Regions from separate parts of the Pan troglodytes genome. Here region 1 is linked to region 2. The links are chromatin contacts, called in public Hi-C maps. All regions are on one chromosome and are shown on one strand. The core of a region is the stretch at or near the end of the contact, and the rest is flanking DNA. Distances in the headings are between cores, read along the strand shown.

What was found. A called contact is a pair of places that touch in the nucleus more often than the background predicts.
Region 1: a Hi-C map of stem cell-derived neural progenitor cells shows a contact between it and region 2, with 14 times the contacts expected there. The contact joins the promoter of NRG1 here to the enhancer-like site in region 2. A contact is called at or near these places in 4 of 7 Hi-C or Micro-C datasets (blood, induced pluripotent stem cells and stem cell-derived neural progenitor cells), 1 of 1 datasets of contacts at active chromatin or transcription factors (stem cell-derived excitatory neurons) and 1 of 1 other capture datasets (stem cell-derived neural stem cells).

What each region holds. Positions count from the first base shown.
Region 1 is chr7:40,933,909-40,937,273 of NHGRI_mPanTro3-v2.0_pri, forward strand. It overlaps NRG1 (neuregulin 1), which reads left to right and starts at 1,262. Exons shown (of 12, transcript XM_519699.8): 1 at 1,262-1,776. The coding sequence starts at 1,677.
Region 2 is chr7:40,607,825-40,611,323 of NHGRI_mPanTro3-v2.0_pri, forward strand. No RefSeq gene overlaps it. Among named protein-coding and RNA genes, the nearest start is that of NRG1, 330 kb to the right of the region's middle. Within about 2 kb of position 2,222, at least 3 of the 24 cell types and tissues checked have an H3K27ac peak or open chromatin away from gene starts, as enhancers often do. A contact at or near this core is called in stem cell-derived neural progenitor cells, where this site is marked.

The DNA.
Region 1 (3,365 bases), core at 12-2,511, 330 kb after region 2:
TATGGATTGTTCCAACTCACCACTTCCCGACCACAACACAAGAGTATTTCACTGTAAATTAAGAGTGTAAGTTAGCCACAGCTGTGGTATAACTCTGAGAATGTTTTCTCTACATGTGGACAATTCTGGATCCTTCCGTGGTGCCCGTTACCCTGGTCTTTAACTTTTGTCCTTTGCAGGGGAGGGGTCAATGCCTTATTTCCTTGCTCTTTAGAATTCTCCACCAGAGGGAGGACAAGGGAAGGAGTAGGTTTCACGCGCAGTTCTGAGTAAAGTTTGAATCTGAGAAACCCCACATTCACGAATTAAGGATCTCCAGTTCTGTGTCTTTATTCTACCCCTCCCTGCCTGCTTTTCCACTCGGCAGAACTGAGTGACTTTCAGCGGCTGCAGTAATTTTAATTATTCTGAGTCGTGCTCCGAACTATGTTTTTTATCAGTTCCTCTGAAAATTAAGTTGTAGTAAGAGACGTAGTTTAAGGGCACCCCCTTAGAAGAGGCCAGGTTATTTTTTAAGGAAAAGCTGAAGATTTCTAACAGGCACTTACTAAACACACACACACACACACACACACACGCACACGGCGCAGACCCAGCAGGAGAGCGCAACCTAGCATCTTTAAGGTTCGCTTAGCCCTTCCTGTGCACCTGGAAGGAAGCCTTTTCTTAAACTCCCTTCCACCTAGAGTTTATTTTCGCCTGCGTGCGACAGGGCTTTTGTACTTAAGTGAGTTAAGGAATGAACCCCGAACTCTTCTGGGAAAGCCACCAACGTTCCCCCCGCACTCCTCCCAGGGTTCCTGACCACGGAGCCTCTGCTTGGGGCACAGGTGTGGGAGTCGCAAACTTTTCTCTGCGCCGTGCTTCTCCGCGTGGAAGGGGACGGAGCAGCCCTCCCAGGCGCTGCCTGGCTGCGGAGGGGAGCGGGCAGCGAGAGCCTCGGGTCTCCGCCTGGGTTCCCGGGTCTCCGGGGCGCTGGCCTCGGTCTCCGCGCAGCGTCCAGCGACCCCTGTCGGGGGTTCCCGGCAGCCGCGCCGCCACCCCCCGCCCGGCCAGCGCGGGAGGAAAAGGGGCTGCGCCCGGGAGCGCCGAGCCCAGGCTCCTCCCGGTGGCGTGTCCGCGCCTCGGGGTGGGGGTGTGGTGGGGAAGAGGGAGGGGGCGAGGCCAGGGGAGGGTGCGAAGGAGGCGCCTGCCTCCAACCTGCGGGCGGGAGGTGGGTGGCTGCGGGGCAATTGAAAAAGAGCCGGCGAGGAGTTCCCCGAAACTTGTTGGAACTCCGGGCTCGCGCGGAGGCCAGGAGCTGAGCGGCGGCGGCTGCCGGACGATGGGAGCGTGAGCAGGACGGTGATAATCTCTCCCCGATCGGGTTGCGAGGGCGCCGGGCAGAGGCCAGGACGCGCGCCGCCAGCGGCAGGACCCATCGACGACTTCCCGGGGCGACAGGAGCAGCCCCGAGAGCCAGGGCGAGCGCCCGTTCCAGGTGGCCGGACCGCCCGCCGCGTCCGCGCCGCGCTCCCTGCAGGCAACGGGAGACGCCCCCGCGCAGCGCGAGCGCCTCAGCGCGGCCGCTCGCTCTCCCCCTCGAGGGACAAACTTTTCCCAAACCCGATCGAGCCCTTGGACCAAACTCGCCTGCGCCGAGAGCCGTCCGCGTAAAGCGCTCCGTCTCCGGCGAGATGTCCGAGCGCAAAGAAGGCAGAGGCAAAGGGAAGGGCAAGAAGAAGGAGCGAGGCTCCGGCAAGAAGCCGGAGTCCGCGGCGGGCAGCCAGAGCCCAGGTGGGTGCGCAGCGCGGCCCGGGCCCCACGATCCTCCTCCTGCTCCTCCTACTCCTCCTCCTCCTCGGATGCCGTGGCCTCTCCCTCCCCCTCTCCCTCGCCCATCCTCTTCGCCCTGCGCTCTGAGCACCCGTGGAGTCGCGCGGTGCTTCCCCTCCTGGGGGCCGCCGCTCACCTGGGCGCCGAGTCCTACCGGGCGCCTACGCCCAGAGCTCAGGGCAAGGGACAGCAGTCCCGGCCGCACCCTCCCAGAGTCCCGGGAGCGCTTCGCTCCCTGGCACGGCCCCTCCCCAGCGCCTTAGCGGCTGAGCCCAGCCCGGGAGTGGGACCTGGGGTATAGGAGTCGAGGCTGCGTGCGCGCGTGCCCCGCGCCATAAGCGCTTTGCACGGGGGCCGTGTGCCCTCTAGCGGGAAACGCTGGAACGGGCCGCCTGGAGGGAGAGCCGGTCCCCTCGGTGTGCCTGGCAGCGCAGAAGTGGGTGGTCGAGCAAGAAGCCGCGTGGGAAGTTAGCTTCGGCGTTTTGGGGCACAGGGCAAGCGATGTAGAGTGCGCGCCGGTTCATCTTGATTCAGTCCTGTGCTACGGAGACTCAAGAGCAGCGGCAGGGATTCCTAAAGGTCAGCGAAGCAGATGAAATCTAGTCCAGTGCCAGGAATCAGCTCTGCCCCAAACAAGTTCTACAAACTTTTGGCTTAACAGTTCTATTTTTCAAGACCTCTGTGATAAATATGGTTAATTTACTTTCCCAAGAGATGTAAGAAAACAACCGTTTATCTGAATTTTTGAACCCAATTGTTTGCTGGTTATCTATATAATAAAATGGCAATTGAAGCTTTCTAGAAACAAATCTTGTATTTCATCATCAGAACACGAGCATGAACAAAAGCTTTACCTTAGATGTCCCTAGGAAGCGCTGATGCTTTGGACATTACCTTGGACAAAAGAGGCATGTCGAATAAATACTTGTTTATGAGTGATTGGTAGGTAGCTGATAAAAGAGGGGAGGAAGGAGATGGGGGAGAATTTATTTTTTGCCTCTGCAATTCCCAATTATTAATTGATCCAGATGCCTTAAGTCGCTTCGAGCGTACCCCCAACACACATTTCATGAAGCACTTCTGCAGAATTAATTCACTAGTACTTGATAATACTGTGGCTACAGTAATACTGTAGAAGTATTTGTCCCTTGCTGGAAGAAAACAAACCACATTTGCTTGGTCTTCTTACTGGTATCACTGATAGCATTTCAGAACCTGGGTTATTGGCAGAGACCTTCAGCAGAGTTTTGAGCAAAACAGAAATTGAACAGAGAGTAATTGTTTCACCACTGGCCATTCTTGTGCTTGCTTCTTTAATAAGATCCTGCTGATCATATTCACTTCAATTACTGATCATTGCCCCTCATGAGGGTGTATTGAATTTTTCCTTATTTTTACCCTATATTTTGGGGAGAGACCATAGCACTTTATTCAACAAGATATGAAATTGGGGAGCTGGACTAGTTACCTCCCTGCGTGACTTTGTCTACTGTCTTTTCTAAGGTCATCATAGTAAATTACGGAGATTTCAGACCTAGCTCAAATCGTTG
Region 2 (3,499 bases), core at 972-3,471:
GGTAAGGCAAATACATAGATATTTTGGAGATCTTATCCCTTATTCAAGGACTGTAGATTATTACAGCTTTGTTGTCACATTATTTCTAGGCAGTAAATCATAGTAAAGTAGTAAATTCATAGGGAATGAATTAATCTCCTTTTTGTTTTGTTTTCTCTGAAAAAGAGGGTGTGATTACAGCATATATTGATTGGGTACTGATTATGGGACATTTTCATTGTGTTTGTTGTTGTTGCAGTAGACTAAATGTTGAGCCCGTGAATCTCTTGTGTTGGCATTGTCAGAAAAAAGTTGTATTTTTTTTTAAACTGGTCTAAAAGGAAAAAAAATTGAACATACATCTTTATATATTTTTTGCTCTCTTCTCAACCATGTTTAGTGTTTTGTTTATATTCAAAGGATTTTATTTTCACATTTACAATTCTTTGTCTGTCATTCAAATCTTTGTTACCAAAACAGTTTGCTCTTTTTCATCATTCACTAAGCATTCCTTTCACAGCTAAGCTAAAGTGTCTATATGGAAACATACACACACACACACACACATGCACACACACACACATGCACACACACACACATGCACACACACTTTTTCCAGGCCACAGACAGGAAGATATGTGTAAATGTATACATGTTTTCAGTAGCATATATACACAAGGGTCTCCAATAAGATTTTTCTAGAAACAAAGGTTGATACTATTTCATTTCATATTATTGTAAAGTGCTAATTCTAAGTAAAAGTAGACTAAAAAAGAGATAAAAATAAAGATAAAAATGAGTGGGCTCTCACTACCTTGTTTTTTTCTTTTTGTTTTTCACTTAATCTCTTGCTTTTTAACTCCTTCCTTCTCTGCCTCTTATGAATGACACCAGGAAGAGTTATTGTAAACAATTGGAATTTCTAAAGTTCTGTGTAACTGTTAATATATTCACTATATGCATGATATAATTTATAAAATTAATCTTTGAAACTGTTAACCCCTAGAAACAGAAAGAAAGAAAGAAAGAAACATAAAGAAATCTTGACCCACTATAAATCCTGTTTTCTCTGCCATCTCCCCCAGTTACACCCAGGGCAAGTCTATCTTCTTCAAAGACATTCAGTCAGCCCACAGCTTTTTATCTTTTCAAACCTTTAATTGCACCATTAGCTACGGAACCTTGATTTCCTTAATTTTTCCCCCACTGTCACTGCAACCATCACATGTGGCTCTCAGAGCTTCTAGTTCCCTGGAAACAGGATTTCTATCTGCCATCACCAGGTATAAGGTGCCACCACTTGAAGGGATCTGCCCTATCAAAAATGAGGAAATATACTGATCAAAATGGCTGGAGAAAGTGACCAGCCAAAACACAGCTTCACAGTCTTGCCTGTTTTAAGTAGATTCTATTTCCATTTTGCCAGTGACAGCACTAAGCAAATAAGCAATGTTGCCAATCCGAGAACAGCCTGCATTCAAGGTATTCAATCAATCAAAGAGAGACAATGGCATTCTCTCAAAGATCAGATGTTTTGTAGTGCAACTATATTGTTCTGTTTTTCTTTATCTCAATTATCAGATAGACAGGAAAAAATACAACAAAATAGCATGTAGTTGATTTACCAAAAATAAATAGCAAAGAAAAAACAAGAATAACTAGAAAACACCTGACAATTTTAGAAAAAAAGTAATCAAATTTCCAATTACTAGACAAGATATAAATAAAGAGCATTTATAAAATGTTTAAATCCATTCTTTTAAAACGATAAACAACTTCTCTAACTGGAAATTACTGTGCAGCTGCTACTTTGTATTTTATTGGTATAAAATAACTTTAGAGTTCTATTTCATTGCATTGCAAAGATGTAATACTTTGCCATAATTAGGTTTAAATCTTGCAAAAATAGAAACCTGCATTTTTTTGGTTTTATATTAGTTTTTTTAGGTGATGCTATTCAATGGGAGGATATAATTGCTGTTTCTATGACCTTGGGTGAGTCATTTAACCCCTCTGAACCTTGGTTTCCTTCTTTGGTTGAAAATAGAGACAGTAATACTTGACCTCTCTCTCCAGATTTTGATCGGGTTAAAGAGGCCAATAAAAATGAATGTGATTTTGTAAATACTGATACACACATCTGATACACTGTTGTGTATTTTTGCACCTCCTCAGCAGTGCTCTAGCTAGTCTGTCCTTGTCCTTGTCAACTGTACGTGAACATGATGCCCTCTAGTGACTGCACTTTGTAGATGCTGTGGGCCCCAAGGAAGCCTTGAGAGGAAAAAAGAGCTTAATGAAGTTAGAGAAGGGAAGGGAGGCCCGTAGCAGAAAATTATGGGTTATAAACCAATAAAAGCAGCAGGAAAAATAAGCAGCAGCTGACTATGAGTAAGAGGACAAGATGCACAAAGAGGGAGAAGAGAAAATAAGCAGAATAGAGAGAGAGGTGATATGTAGCTGATTTTGGAAGAGCTCACTGTGGCCTGGAAGGAGAGGAACAGGAATCTCTGCCCAGCTTTGTTTATAACTGACAGTAGGTCCTTCCGTTCATGTAAGCTCTGCCCTCCACAACTCACCCTGTGACTGCAAAATGAGATAGTTAAAATTAAGATTCAGAATTCTTTGAGTCAACGTAAGAAGATGAGCGAAAATTACAATGAAAATGAGAACTGAAGGAGGAAGAGTCTGTGGAAGCGATTTCCAGGATCTTGTTTACTGTGTCTGAGGTCACCTCAGTATTGCAGTAACTTAATAACAACCAAGCGGCTGAATGAGGCAAGCTCAGGTGGGGTTTGGTCGATCGCAGGATGATCCTGTACTCTTGTAGTAACAGGAGTGTTTTGCAGTACAGCTCCACCCTTCACAAGGATCCAGCACCTGTGAGATTGCATCCTCTTAGACTGAATGCCTAGGAGTCTCACTGACTACCTGTCTGAAGAGCTCCTTCTTCTTTTCTAAATTAATCCTTCTTTACTTAGAACTATCTGAGAATCAAGTGATCTTCCAGTGGGAGGATATTTAAACCCAGCTTCCCCTTTCAAATTACAGATGCTATAATCCTGTCTGCATTAGGCTTAGGTCATGCTTTCTCTAAACGAACTGTGTATTACAGGAAAGTAATCAAAGTCCACAAGAACTGTGTAATTAAACCAGTGATGGTGCAAATAATCCAGAAGTCTGTCATTGCTCTCTCTAGACAAAGGATCACTCAAAGATGAGCATTTGAACTAATTTTACTGAAAGACAGGATGATGCAGCTGAATGGAAAGAACACTGCATAGGGGTCAGAAGGTGTGGATTTTCATTCTGACATGGACATTTGCTATCTGCCTGATCTTCTGCAATATTCTAAACTTAACAAAGCCTTATCTATACAATGGGAATTAATCCATTTATTCATATATATTAAAGATTTTCAATGTGCCAGGCACTGTGTTAAACTCCCAGATGGCAGTGAGAAACAAACTCTAGAATTTCTGAGTCATGATAAAGATGAAACAAGTGTTATATTTTAAAA